Linked DNA regions of Zea mays: region 2 is linked to region 1. A link is a contact called in public Hi-C data. All regions are on one chromosome and are shown on one strand. Each heading gives the region's core, a stretch centred on a gene start, on an enhancer-like site or on the middle of the called end of the contact. The rest is flanking DNA. Distances are from core to core; before and after follow the strand shown. Region 1 holds the start of LOC100280873 (protein transport protein Sec61 beta subunit). Region 2 holds the start of LOC100382072.

Region 1 (6,672 bases), core at 3,880-6,379:
TGTCCGTGTCATCTGCAGATGTGACGCACATACTATCGGATCTGGAGCTCATAATCCACAGGGTGAAGGTGTCGACCACACCGGACGGAAGAGTTGTGGACCTCTTCTTTATCACTGATGGCATGTAAGCGAGCAACCATTTGGTATCTGTTCTGTTCTTCCCCGAGGCATTAGCTATAGCTTCACAAATATGACTGCTCTGTGAAGGGAACTGCTGCACAGAAAGGAGAGGCAAGAGGAGACCTGCTCGGCGCTAACTGCAACCCTGGGCCCTTCCATCAGCTGCGAGGTCGTACCAGCAGAAGGGTTCCAGCAGGGGTTCTCTTCCCTCCCGCCGGAGATCGCCGAGGAACTGTTCAGGGCGGAGCTAGCTGACACTGACAGCGAGGTGTGCTCGAGCCCGCTCAGCGCGGAGCTGAGGAAGGTCCGGACGACGGCCACTGTCAACTTCGACAACTCCCTGAGCCCCGCGCACACGCTGGTTCAGATCGTCTGCGCTGACCAGAAGGGGCTCATTTACGATATCTTGAGGACGATGAAGGACTGCAACATCCAGGTATCTCATCTGGCTGGAGCATCGCTGTACTTGTTTATATATATAAATAGTTCGGATCAAATGATCTGTACATAATATTATTATCTTATTATTATTCCATGCTTTTTGGTGCGCCGTTTCAGATATTTTATGGCCGGTTCAGATCAGACAAGAAAGGGTCAGCCAGCAAAGGTTCATCAGGTTGCCGTGAGGTGGATCTTTTCGTGAAGCAAGTAGACGGGAAGAAGGTGACTGATCCTGCGAAACAGGACGCGCTGCGGTCACGCCTGAGGTCCGAGACGCTCCATCCGCTCAGGGTCATGGTCGTCGGCCGTGGACCCGACACGGAGCTCCTCGTCGCCAACCCGGTCGAGGCCTCCGGGAAGGGACGGCCGCGCGTGTTCTACGACGCCACTCTTGCTCTGAAGGCGCTTGGGATCTGCATCTTCTCTGTAAGAACTGCTTCTTTTGTTTGTTCCATTTCAGGCTTAGTATTTCACTCCATTGGGTCTTCTTCTTTTGCTCCGTTTCAGGCTGAGATCGGGAGGCAAGCGGCGTCCGAGCGCCACTGGGAGGTGTACAGGTTCCTCCTGGATGACAGCAAGGAGTTCCCCTTGGCAAGCAGCCTCGCTAACAGGAACTGTGTCGTCGATAGGGCGAGGAAGACGCTGATGGGATGCTACAACTGAGACTTGGGTGGGTGTCGATCTGTATCTGTCTGCAAGAATCCAACGAAGCAGTGCAAGTGCAATGCAAGGCTTCCCCCATCCACAGATGCATTTGCATGCTATGCTGCTTCCTGGAGTTGTGCACGGGGATGGTTTGAAACCAGAGTTGTGGACAGCACAGACTGGAATGAATGAACATCTTGCTGCCATGGATCCATTGTCTACGGAAAAAGGAGCATGCTTGGTGTGGAGGTGCGATGCAATGGCGGGAGCTTTTTTTTTTTGATAATGGAAGAAACATGTTCCAGCCTTTTGCATCATATCAAGGATGCATATGGCTTCATAGCATATTCAACCTGACAAAAGCAGCAACAAGTAGCAATGAAGCACATGGTTCTCATGAACAATAATAAGAAACTAAGAGGCCTCAATCCTAGCATTGCATCGCCATCCATGTATTGTAAAAATGTTCATTGCCACCACTTCCAATGCGTGACAAATATCTTTGATATCTTGGTGTATCTCCTCTCTCCTTTCCTTTCTTTTGCAGCAGTCTCCAGAATCTAAGCCACTAAGACCCCTTGAAAATAACATGCATATAATTGAAGGTGCCATTAAATACAATATCATTGTGGCTTAGCCAGATTAACCAAAACATGGCAGCTACCCCTATTACAATGATTGAGCTTTTGTTTGTTCAGGGATGCTGACACAGATACATGGAGGAGCCGGCCTGTTGTATAGCTTATTTTAGTGGAACAACTGCTGCCTCACCATCTTGCCTTCCCCTTGTCGTTGTTCTCCTCATGTAAGCGCAGTTTGTAAGGATGCATGTGTTGGAGTTGGAAAGTGATCCGATGGCGGATGCTACTACTGCTCCCTATACAGTGAGTACAGCTTGGTTGTTCAAAGAAGATACTGATGCCCGGACAAGCACCACCCGCTGCATTATTGGTGAGCGCGCACAGGCACAGCACCCCGCCTCTGCACTGCACATCCCAGTGTGTCTGTCGTTTTTGTTCCATCTCGCTTGCATTGCACATGGGTGGTGAGTGAGTGAGTGAATAAACGCACTAGGGGCCGGGCAGGGGCGAAGCCAGGATCCGAAGACAGAGAGGGTAGACTTAGCCTCCAAGCGACCAAATCAGTAACGACACAATATAAAAATGACAAGGAAACCAAACACAATGTATATATTGATATATAATCTTCATTAAAAAACAGTATAATGAAACATCTATTTTGTCAAACAAAATAAAATTACATCTCAGTTATTTTGAATTTAGCTCTACGTGTATTAGCTAGATCATAGGCCTTGATAATACCATCAGAACAAATCATTGCCGCTAATTCCCTTTCAATATAAACGACCAGATAATCCCGTAAATAGGCATCTCCCATTTTTCTTCGAAGACGTGTCTTCACAAATTTCATAGCTGAAAAGGCTCTCTTTGTGGTCGCAGTTGACACAGGGAGAGTTAAGAGTAATCTCAATAATTTATCTACCATCGGATAAGAAGAATCTTTACCCAGCTTAACTAATCCACTTGGTTAGGCCAAAAATTAAGGGTTTCAGACTACCAAATAATAAACTGGCAGCAAGATAATGGGCTATAGGATACATTATTAATCTGATTTGGTTGAGTCATTAGGGGTGCCAGGCCCACTCCGGCCCTCCTGGTGGCTTCGCCACTGGGGCGGGGCTCATGGTTTGGTTTCTATCAGCAGGAGGAGAGGTGCCTTAACCCAGGACAGCGACTTGTGCGTCTGATCGTTTTCAGTGGAATCACCGAATCAGGTAGATGTTTGTGGAGTAGCCATGGCCCATGGTTGGTTGGTCGTCGCTTTGCCTGCCTCCAAAACCGCGGCGACCGTCCACGGAGGTCGCTACCTAGTGGCCGGGCTTGTATAAGCGGGAATAGGAGCATGATTATTCGTGTCAAGGAAGATAATTGATTAATTAGGGATCATGATTACACGGCGATGATCATGCGTTATGAGTCAAGTGTCTGCTCTGCTCTCGCTAAATTCTATCGGATTTTCAGAGGACTTAGGTCCTCGAACTTAAATGTTGTATCACTTAAATCACCGAACTTTCATTAGTATGCTCTAACGTGGCACAACATTGTCATCATTATGTATGTTTTTAATGAGTGTGGTATACATGTCACAAAGGTACATCTTTATCTTGTATACTTTAGCATCATTGACAATCTTCCCACAAATTTATACTCATCCATGTGTGTAATCTTGGATCTAAATCATTTAAGCACACATGTAGGGGACTCTTATCACTACTAAATCAAGTTTTATGGTGCTTATTCATATTATAATGACAAAGATTGAAAAGTTAGATAAATGACATAAAATCCAAGTACACTAGCGTGAAGTGCTCAACGAAGGGGGCAGATTGAAAAGTCATTGCTTTGCTTTATTTTTTGTGAATGGGTGACAACTTAGGTGGATTAATATGTTTTTATGTTGAGACACACAAGATTTAGTCCACAAGTACACTAGGGCGAGCAACTCTAGCCATATAGATAGGATGTTGGAAGATTGTCACTACTAAATGATACTAAGGTATATAAGATGAAGATATACCTTTATAACATACAAATCGAATGTGGATGTGTCATGCCACATTAGAGCACACTAATGAAACCACATCAGATCACACTAATAAAAGTTCGGGGAATCAAGTGACATTAGGGACCCACCCAAGTGACCCTTAACCTGACGACCAAACATTAGTGGAGGTCCATACCCTTGACCCGACACGCTTAAAACTTTGATAAAAAAACTCATAGCAGCATCCAGTTCAAGCCTAATGCAATAAGGAGCTGTCATATGCTTTGCCCATTCTAACTTCCAGGTATATAAATCAACCAGCATCATATTGTTATAACCTCGCGATGAACATAATAACATCATGTCGAGCATAGCTACTTGTACAAACTTCGAATGCTATAGTTTCAGAACAAGAGCTTGCTGGAGGGGCGAAACAAACACTGACAAATTATAGGAGCACACAACATAATGCAGAATTTTATGGCTAGCAGGTAAGGTGCGAAGCAATAATCAAACTCCCCAGTTCGGTAAAAGTACCCAGAATACCTAGCAAGTGCAGAAAGTAGTTAATGGAGCGACAACAATGGAGCACATCTAAAGCTAGGAAGATGCACTTGTAGCTAGCAAGCAGAATTAGAAGAAACTAGTCATAGTTATTCCAGTAATAATTCTCAAAGCAAGGGAAGAAAATAACAGAAAGGGCGCATTAAGTTGACCAGTACTAGGGTTTCCATCTGCAGATCGAAAGTAAGGACCAACCAAAAGCTAGGCAACACAACAAGCTGCGCGTCTCGCCATACACAAATTCATCACCCAAAAACCAAAACCTTCACCGTCTGATCTGTCTGTCTGATCCGATGTGTGGGAGCAAGAGCGGTCGGATCGGATCGGATCACGCGGAGGCCGCGGCCGTCCGGGAGCGGTAGAGCTTGCCGAAGATGTGGAGGGCGGTGACGAAGCCGATGAAGCAGAGGGACATGACGAGCACCATGGTAGGCGAGAGCCGGAGCCCCGGCGCCTCGTCGGTGTAGAAGCGGAGCATGTTGCTCCCGCCGCCCCCCGAGAATCCGCCACCCCCGCCGGACGCGGTGGCGCGGCGGCGGCGCATCCCGGCGGCCGCCGCGGCCGTGCCGCGCGGCCCCACGGTGGCCGGGCGCGCGCCGGCGCCGGCGCCAGCGCCAACGGAGGACTGCGACTGCGAGGAGGAGCGGGCCATGGCTGGCGGGCGGCGTACGTAGGGATCTGCGGCACGAGGCGGAGGATGAGTGGAGAACTCGCTCGTATGCTCGGGATCGGCGGCGCTTATGCTCCTCCCGCTGCTTCGTCGTCGTCGTCGCCTAGACGGGAGGAGATAAGCTCGGTGGTGGGGTCGGGGGATGGGCAGGTTATTACTGCGTGCCGTGCGACTGCTATTCGTTGGGCTGGCTGTATCCAACCCGTACGTACATACTATCGGCCTACGTACTCGTGATAATTGCTAAAGATCGCAAAACGGAGCCCACGAGACCCACCAGCCCATTTCATTTTATCGTTTGGACCTCGAAACCAAAGGGAGAACGTCGAGATGGCATTTGGCATTTTATCGTTTAAACTATTATGCTCCTTGGGTTAAGTGATTTTTTTTAAAAAGATCTAAGAGCGGATTTGCAAATATATAACAGTTCTATAATAAGAGGAGGGGTTGTTCCAAACCGGCCATCTCTTCCACTCAGTAGTTCTCTAGATTTTCATCCGCTTAGAACTAGTTAGTGTGCTTCACTTCTAAAGAGAAGTAAACAACTCTATCGTATTTGTCACACCTGTAAAAATGAACGGTATTGGAAGGAAGCGAGATCTTGTTGACAGTATACAAAGGCCCTCTTTGACACAACTTCTATAAATTTTTTTCATAGGTTTAAGCAAAAGATAGACCAAACAGGACATTTTTGAAGCAGTTATCAGTTTAGCTGTTTATCAGAATGTACTAAAAGCAGACAATAAATAGAAACTGTTTTTTACAACTTCTATAACCAAAATATGTTCCATGAAATTCGTGCTCAAGGCTTTATAAAAGGCTCGATTAGAGTTGGGGGTTTGTTTGGTTCAGCTTTTTTCTGAGAAGCTTTTCTAAGAATCTGATTGTGAGGAGAATCTGACTGTAAAGAGAATCTAAGTATCATGGTGATTACATGTAAAAGAAGATAAAATATTTCATAGGATTTATGATATCGAAAGTGATGGTTTTTACTATCGCAACGACTCAGCTTATTATATGTTCATGTTGATTTTAGACAATTTTGACCAAAATAATTCTTATATAAGCAGACTGAAAAGAAAAAAAGCTAGACATTTACTAGTCTGCAGCAGCTTCTGGTGTCTAGAAGCTGGAAAAAAAAGCTGCGGACCTGGTCTCTCCCTCGCCCACTTATGTGCCATTAAAGCCCAATACATGAGCTACAATGTGGCCCAGCCTCAGAAGGCCCAATAGGTGGTCACTCTACTACCCGAAGCCGCGGGCTGAACCCTAACTGACCCAGAGCGATCGGAGCTGACGACGATGGCCGGGAAGGCGGCGGCCGCGACGGCGGCGAGGTGGGCGGAGGGGTACCCGTGGAAGGAGAAGCTGGCAAAGTACAAGGGTGAGCTCGGGAAGGGGGTGTGGGGATACTGGGAGCTCGGCGCGTGGAAGCCGCTCGGCATCAGCGCTCGCAAGCGCGCCCGCCTCCGCAAGGAGGTGCTCCTCGCCGGCGAGGACTGGAGCTACGATCCTCCCCGCGGGGAGATGCGTACCAAGCGCAAGGGCCACAAGTGCGACCGCATCTCCGCCGAGAAGTAAGCGCGCGCATCTCTTGCGCCCCTCCACTCCATTTGTGTGCTTAGTTTGCTCACTGGGTCAACTGATTGACGCCTCGTTTTCATTTC
Region 2 (5,921 bases), core at 2,373-4,872, 360 kb before region 1:
GATCAAAACAGGAGAGGGAAGAAAACCTGATCTCGCAGATGAAGGCAATGCCCTTGTGCACCCAGTAGTTCGGTGTTGCGACGGCGAAATCCAGCCCCAACGGCCCTTTGACCTACAGAAAAATGAACAACAAACTCACCACCACCTCTGCACACCTCCCCAAGTTCCAGCCAACCAGAACAATAGCGCTACTGATGCAGACAATAACAATCCATTGAGGTGGTTGCATGCGTGGTTGAGGGCTGATTTTGGAATGGGGGCGGGAAGGCGGTGCAGTGCATGCCATGGCAGTCAAATATGGAAGGGGGCTGCCTACCATGGCCGCAGATCTCGCCTACCATGGAAGGGGCCGCAGATCTCGCCTACCATGGCCGCAGATCTCGCCTACCATGGCCGGTCCATGAGCACCGACGCGACCGGACTTGCGAGGGCGGTCGGGGTCGACGACGCAGCGGCTACGTGCGCGTGGATGAGCGAGGGAGGGGCGCTAAATGCCGGCGAGGATTGGGGGAGCGGTTGCATATCCACCGCCTTGTGCCACCGCTCCGCGACAGTGAGGGCCAGCGCTCCAAATCCACTGGCGGCGTGGGATTGAGGTCGTCCATCGCATCTAGGTCAGGCTCCAGCCGCCGGAGGTGGTGGCTGCGGCATGGCGAAGGAGGTGAGGGATGGAAGGGGGAGGCGCGGATGATGATCTGATTTAGAGGTGCGGGAGGGGAGAGAGGGGCAAGGGCGAGTGGTGGTGGTCGCTGCGTCGTCGGCGACGGAGGCTCCGGAGCCGGGGCTCGGGAGGCCCCAGGGCGCGCCGGCCTGCAGCGGGCCGAGCATGGGCGACGGCGGGGATGGACGCCACCACGAACGCATGCGACGACTCGGGCGCTGAGGTGAGGCGGAGATGTGCGTGGACGCCGGAGGTGGGCAGGAGTGTGCCTCGACGACTCGGGCACGTGGGGCGGAGGCTTCTTGGCCGGATCCGATGATGGCGGCGCTGATGGCGTGGGGAGGAGGGTGGGGCGAGGAGAGGGAGGCGTGCGTCGCGGAGAGGATCTCGGGCGTGCGTCGCGGAGAGGAGACTGGCAGAACCGTGCACCATACGAATGTGGACGTCTACACTACTATCTTATAGAGTAGTATAGATACGTGCACTTACCTCGTGTATCCTAGAAGTGAGTTGAGGTGAAGTTCCTGAAATAATCTTTGCAAGGATATGCAATCTGTTTGCTAAATCTATATGTGCATATACTTCCAGAAGAAAATATTTTGCCATATTGATACAGTTTTGCAAGGATCAGGGGGAGCACATTTCTAAAGTTAGCCTTTGTAGAAGATTCGGTAGAATCTAGATCCCAGAGGATCGAAATCTGTCCCGATGACAGCTGTTGTACTCGTTTTCCCTTGGTGAGTTTTCTTGAAGTTTCTCACATGAGGTTTTTAACGAGGCAACAAAGTGCAAATGCAATTTGTATCACCATGCACTCTTTCTCCATATTTTTTCCACTGAGTTTTTTTGGAGTTTTAACGAGGCATGTGTTGGTCGCGGTATTCGCCCAAGGGGGAGTGTTGAGAAACCCTAATGAAGGGTAATGTGGGCAAATACCGAATATAGCCCTGAGGGCTATCGCGTCTCTATATATATAACCTATACCCCTCATATGGAATAGAGAGATAAAAAAGAGGTCAGAGGCCCAACCCTATATCCAGTGTCTCGTGTGTTTTCTCTGTCGTGCTTATGGGAAGGGAGACAGGTTCTCTACATCTTCTTGCGCCTCTACTGCTGATGGGAGAGAAGGGAGCGAATCTGGTGATCCGTGGTAACGTAGTTCTCAACACTTTCTTCCAAGTGCCTTGTTCTTTTTTTAAAAAAAAAAGAAAAACGTTTTCGAAAAGAGAAGTGAGATTCGAAAGCTTCCGAGCGCGTACGTGTCCGAATAGAATGGAGGACCCGTGCTTGAAATCGTGTCGGCGCTATTGGACAAGTATGTCGTTTTTTTTTGGACCTTTTTCTCTTGGCTCCTAACGTAATGTAGTAGTGATAATAAAAGTGTAATATGGTGGGTGGGTACAACAGCAAGTGCGGCATTTGTTGGATCTAATGATGACGGGTTTTGGTATTTTGTATTTGTATATACTCGTGTTCCCAACGTATTGTATTTTCACTATTGTTTCTGGCTTCCTTCTAGACTAGCCAGATCGTTTTGTAAAAAACAAATTTGATTATTGTTAGAAAAAAAGGAACGTCCGAACTAGACTCTTTATCCTACACCTTCGGCCTTCGCCCTCTATTTTTTTAGCTTGCTTTATTCGCCATAGAAAGTTTTGAATGTACCGAGTCTGTTGGAGTCTATACTCTTTTATTCTAAATTCTATTTTACATAGTAGCTAAATCAGTAAATTTAGTAATTTTTTGTTAATCTTTGGAGATGCTCCACCGGAGAACTTTGTAGCATGTGCTTCTGCGCGTCATAAATCTTGTACACATTGTATAAAACTAAAGTTAGCTAAAAATTTAAACACGTCTCCAAAGTTGATTTTTTTTCTTTGTTAGGCGTCAAGGCCATGCCGTGCTACCTTGTGGCCTGCCTGCCTTGTTTACCTCACTCCAACACCCACCATATATGGGTCTTTTTAGATCCATGGGGCAAAAGCAAACTGACTAAAGTTCTAAACAAAATGGACTAAAAGTTGATTAAAGCGTTTTAGCTCGTTTAGCGGCTTCCAATGGAATTAAAAGCTTTACATACATAAGCCACTCAGCAGCTGGTCCCCACACCCCACGGTTATATTAATTGTATACATACATAATCTACTTTTGGGAGTACATATAGATGTCCAAACGGGCAGCCCGGCCCGGCCCAGTCCAAGCCCGACTCGGCCCGACCCGTTTGAGCCCGGCACGGTTAGGCCCGTCCACTTAACCGTGTCGTGACGTCCGATGGACTCAAATCTCTTCCTGAGCACGACACGGTGTAGGCCCGATCGTGCCGGCCCGGCCCGAATAGCACGGCCCATTTAGTGGCTCGTGCCCGCCCGAGCCCGCAAACGCGTCCTGTCAGTCCGGGTGCGCGACGAGCATGAGCAGCATCCACGACAGCGCCAACGTCGTGGTCTCGTGCCCGCCGAAGAAGAAGGTCTTGCCCCGTCCACCAGCTCCCTCGTGGTGAGCCGCCGGTCGGTGGCCTCCTCCGTCCCGGCCAGCAGTAGCGACAGGAGGTCCTTCCCCTGGCCCGACGAGGCAGTTGGACAGGAGTCGTCGTGGTCTCCTTGCGTAGCTACTCCCAGGTCCTTCCGCTGGCCCGATAAGGCGGTTGGACAGGAGCCGCCGTGATCTCCTTGCGCAGCTGCTCCCTGAAGCTAGTAGACGCGCCGCCGCATACACGTACAGGAACGGGCCGAACGGCTCCCCAGCGCTTTCCCAGCATGGCTCCCGCATGCACGTACAGGAACGGGTCGAACGACTCCCCAGCGCTTCCCCGGCATGGCTCCTGCATGCACGTATAGTCGTACAGGAACGGCTCCGTGCCCAGATGCGCCGCCGCAGGGAAGAGAGAGCCAGCCGCCAGGAACGAGAGGGACTAAGGGAGGAAGAGTGGGTTAGGGTTTGCCGGTGGGTGTTGGGCTGGCGGCTGGGGTTGGGCCGTTGGAGTATCAGGGACTTGTGGCCTTGCGTCTTGTGGTTAAAATAAACGGGCTGGTTAAAAGGCCCCGCAGATACCGTGCCATGCTTGGGCCAGCCCAACGGACTCAAATGTCTGTCGGGCCCGGCACGCTATCCGGGCTAGGCTGAGCCTGGGCCCGCTTCAACCCGTGCCGTGACGTGCTCGTGTCGTGTTAAAATAACGTGCTTCGTGCCGGACTAACGGGCCACGTGCTTTATGGACATATATATATATATATATATATATATATATATATATATATATATATATATATATATATATATATATATATATATATATATATATATATATATATATATATATATATATATATATATATATATAGGAGTACATAACATACGTACGGCTGTTCAACGAGGACGACTAGTCTTTACGTTTGGGGGAGCATGGTCAGCATTACTATTTCGCGTTGATATTAATTTCCACCCATCCATGGACCATCTAGGCCGGTCGTCTCAGTCTCAGTCTCATCAAACGCCGTGCATCCCATTCATTCATGATACCCATACTGCTACCTACTTAGGTTTAGAGCCTGTACAGGGCTAATTACTAGTTAAACCAAACATATGTTCAGGTCATGTACAATTCCGACACCATCGTGCGCTTTTAAGTAAAAGATACAACTAAGACATACGTAGGTGCAATAAAGTTGGTAAACCTTGTGTCTTACTCACTCCGTCCTACTAGTATATCAACACTAGTATTACTGCATCGATATGTGTATGTCTAGAGAGAGCATCCATTATATTATATGACAATAACAAAAACTAGTTATTATTATATACTAGTATTTTTTTTAAAAAAATTGCTCTAAACATTCTCGAGAGGATTGTGCACTAACCTTTTAGGAGTACCATTATTCTGTTAGATGTACGTGTGATCAGTGATAATACAGACAAAGTGAAAAGGAAATGCTTGAGCTGCAAAAAAGGCATGGGCTCAATCTTCGAAACCGGGCAGCCTAAGGCCCACGCAACCTAGCCCAGCATTCCACTAGCAACACCGCCGAACCCAAGTGGGCAAGGAATGCACACTGATCCACACGAATGAATTGAATTGGGCTCAAACTCTCCCCTGCCCACTTCTGTGTCAAGTCTCAACGACCATCTTTTTTTCGCGTGGTGCCGACTGCCGAAGAACAGGCAATTACAGTAGGCCCGTTTGTTTCGTTGAATTTTAATAATTATAATTTAGACAAAACTAATTAAGTTCATATATTTATATATATAATATATTTGTATATCATCCTAAATCATACGAGAGAGATAGTTATATACTACATTTATGTTATAGTGAAGCAAGTAGAAGGATGTGCTATAAGTTGTACATCGGAAAAAATAGTATATACATCTATAAAATCAATTTTCATCCTTCACCCCATGAATTTGAGATAGGCTTATATGATAATTTTGGAAAGTGGTGGAATATCACATTCTAAAAAAAATAGTCTATTCCATTAGTAAGATTCCAATTCCTCAAAATGAAAAGAAACAAACGGGACCTAAAGGAAAATATTACAAGCTTCTACATATTCTTAAACTGGGGATTCCACAAGACTTGTCAAAGGAAGCTCACTAATAAGCCACGTAAGGGTTTCGCTCTAGTTGTTTATTCTTCCTTTTATTTGACTCTCCAAGAAATGGATGGAATTACCATTACCAACCATCTAAGAAAAGTGAATGGACGAGCTAGCTACTGCGGTATTTAATTTAATTAACCTCCACACATATCCTTTGTTATCAAATTAAACTCAGACATAATATAATGCTATAACTTTGACCTTATTCTAAAAAAACTAACCTTTGGCCATACCGGTTTTGTTGACACTGATTATTTATATCAAAACTTGAATTAATTAGCAACCCAACCTTAAAACTTTCACTAAGTTTCTCTCCCTCTATATATGCACAAGTGGCATACTAGGCTTAGGGTTGAGAATATTGTTTTAATTTCAAAATTAAATATTTTTTTTTTGGGTGGGGTGGCGGGGGGAGCGTACCGTCTCAAATTCTATATTCGAGGAACTTTTTGCATAAAAAATAAAAGTAAACAAATTTTAGCAAAAATGTAAACCCTAGCCATCTTGAAAGCTCTCATCTCCTTTGGGGTCCAGGCGTCCAGCTATGCACTAGTGGTATACTAGGCCTAGGGTTCGTTGCCATGGACATACCGTTATATCTTCCACTGCAACTACTGAAAGCATATGTGGACATTTTATTCCAAAGGAACCGATATATCACCATC

Evidence for each region. Hi-C and Micro-C count contacts between places; a contact is called where the count stands out from the background.
Region 2: a Hi-C map of tassel shows a contact between it and region 1, with 2.1 times the contacts expected there. The contact joins the promoter of LOC100382072 here to the promoter of LOC100280873 in region 1. A contact is called at or near these places in 2 of 25 Hi-C or Micro-C datasets (ear and tassel).

The regions. Positions count from the first base shown.
Region 1 is chr8:137,055,212-137,061,883 of Zm-B73-REFERENCE-NAM-5.0, reverse strand. It overlaps LOC100280873 (protein transport protein Sec61 beta subunit), which reads right to left and starts at 5,129. Exons shown (of 1, transcript NM_001153793.1): 1 at 4,264-5,129. The coding sequence starts at 4,987. The coding sequence ends at 4,664. LOC101202700 reads left to right here and starts at 6,234. Exons shown (of 3, transcript NM_001294319.2): 1 at 6,234-6,582. The coding sequence starts at 6,308. LOC100274521 (ACT domain-containing protein ACR9) reads left to right here. Exons shown (of 6, transcript NM_001317057.1): 3 at 19-124; 4 at 208-556; 5 at 679-987; 6 at 1,069-1,652. The coding sequence ends at 1,224.
Region 2 is chr8:137,418,739-137,424,659 of Zm-B73-REFERENCE-NAM-5.0, reverse strand. LOC100382072 reads right to left here and starts at 3,622. Exons shown (of 1, transcript NM_001174835.1): 1 at 2,656-3,622. The coding sequence starts at 3,430. The coding sequence ends at 3,050.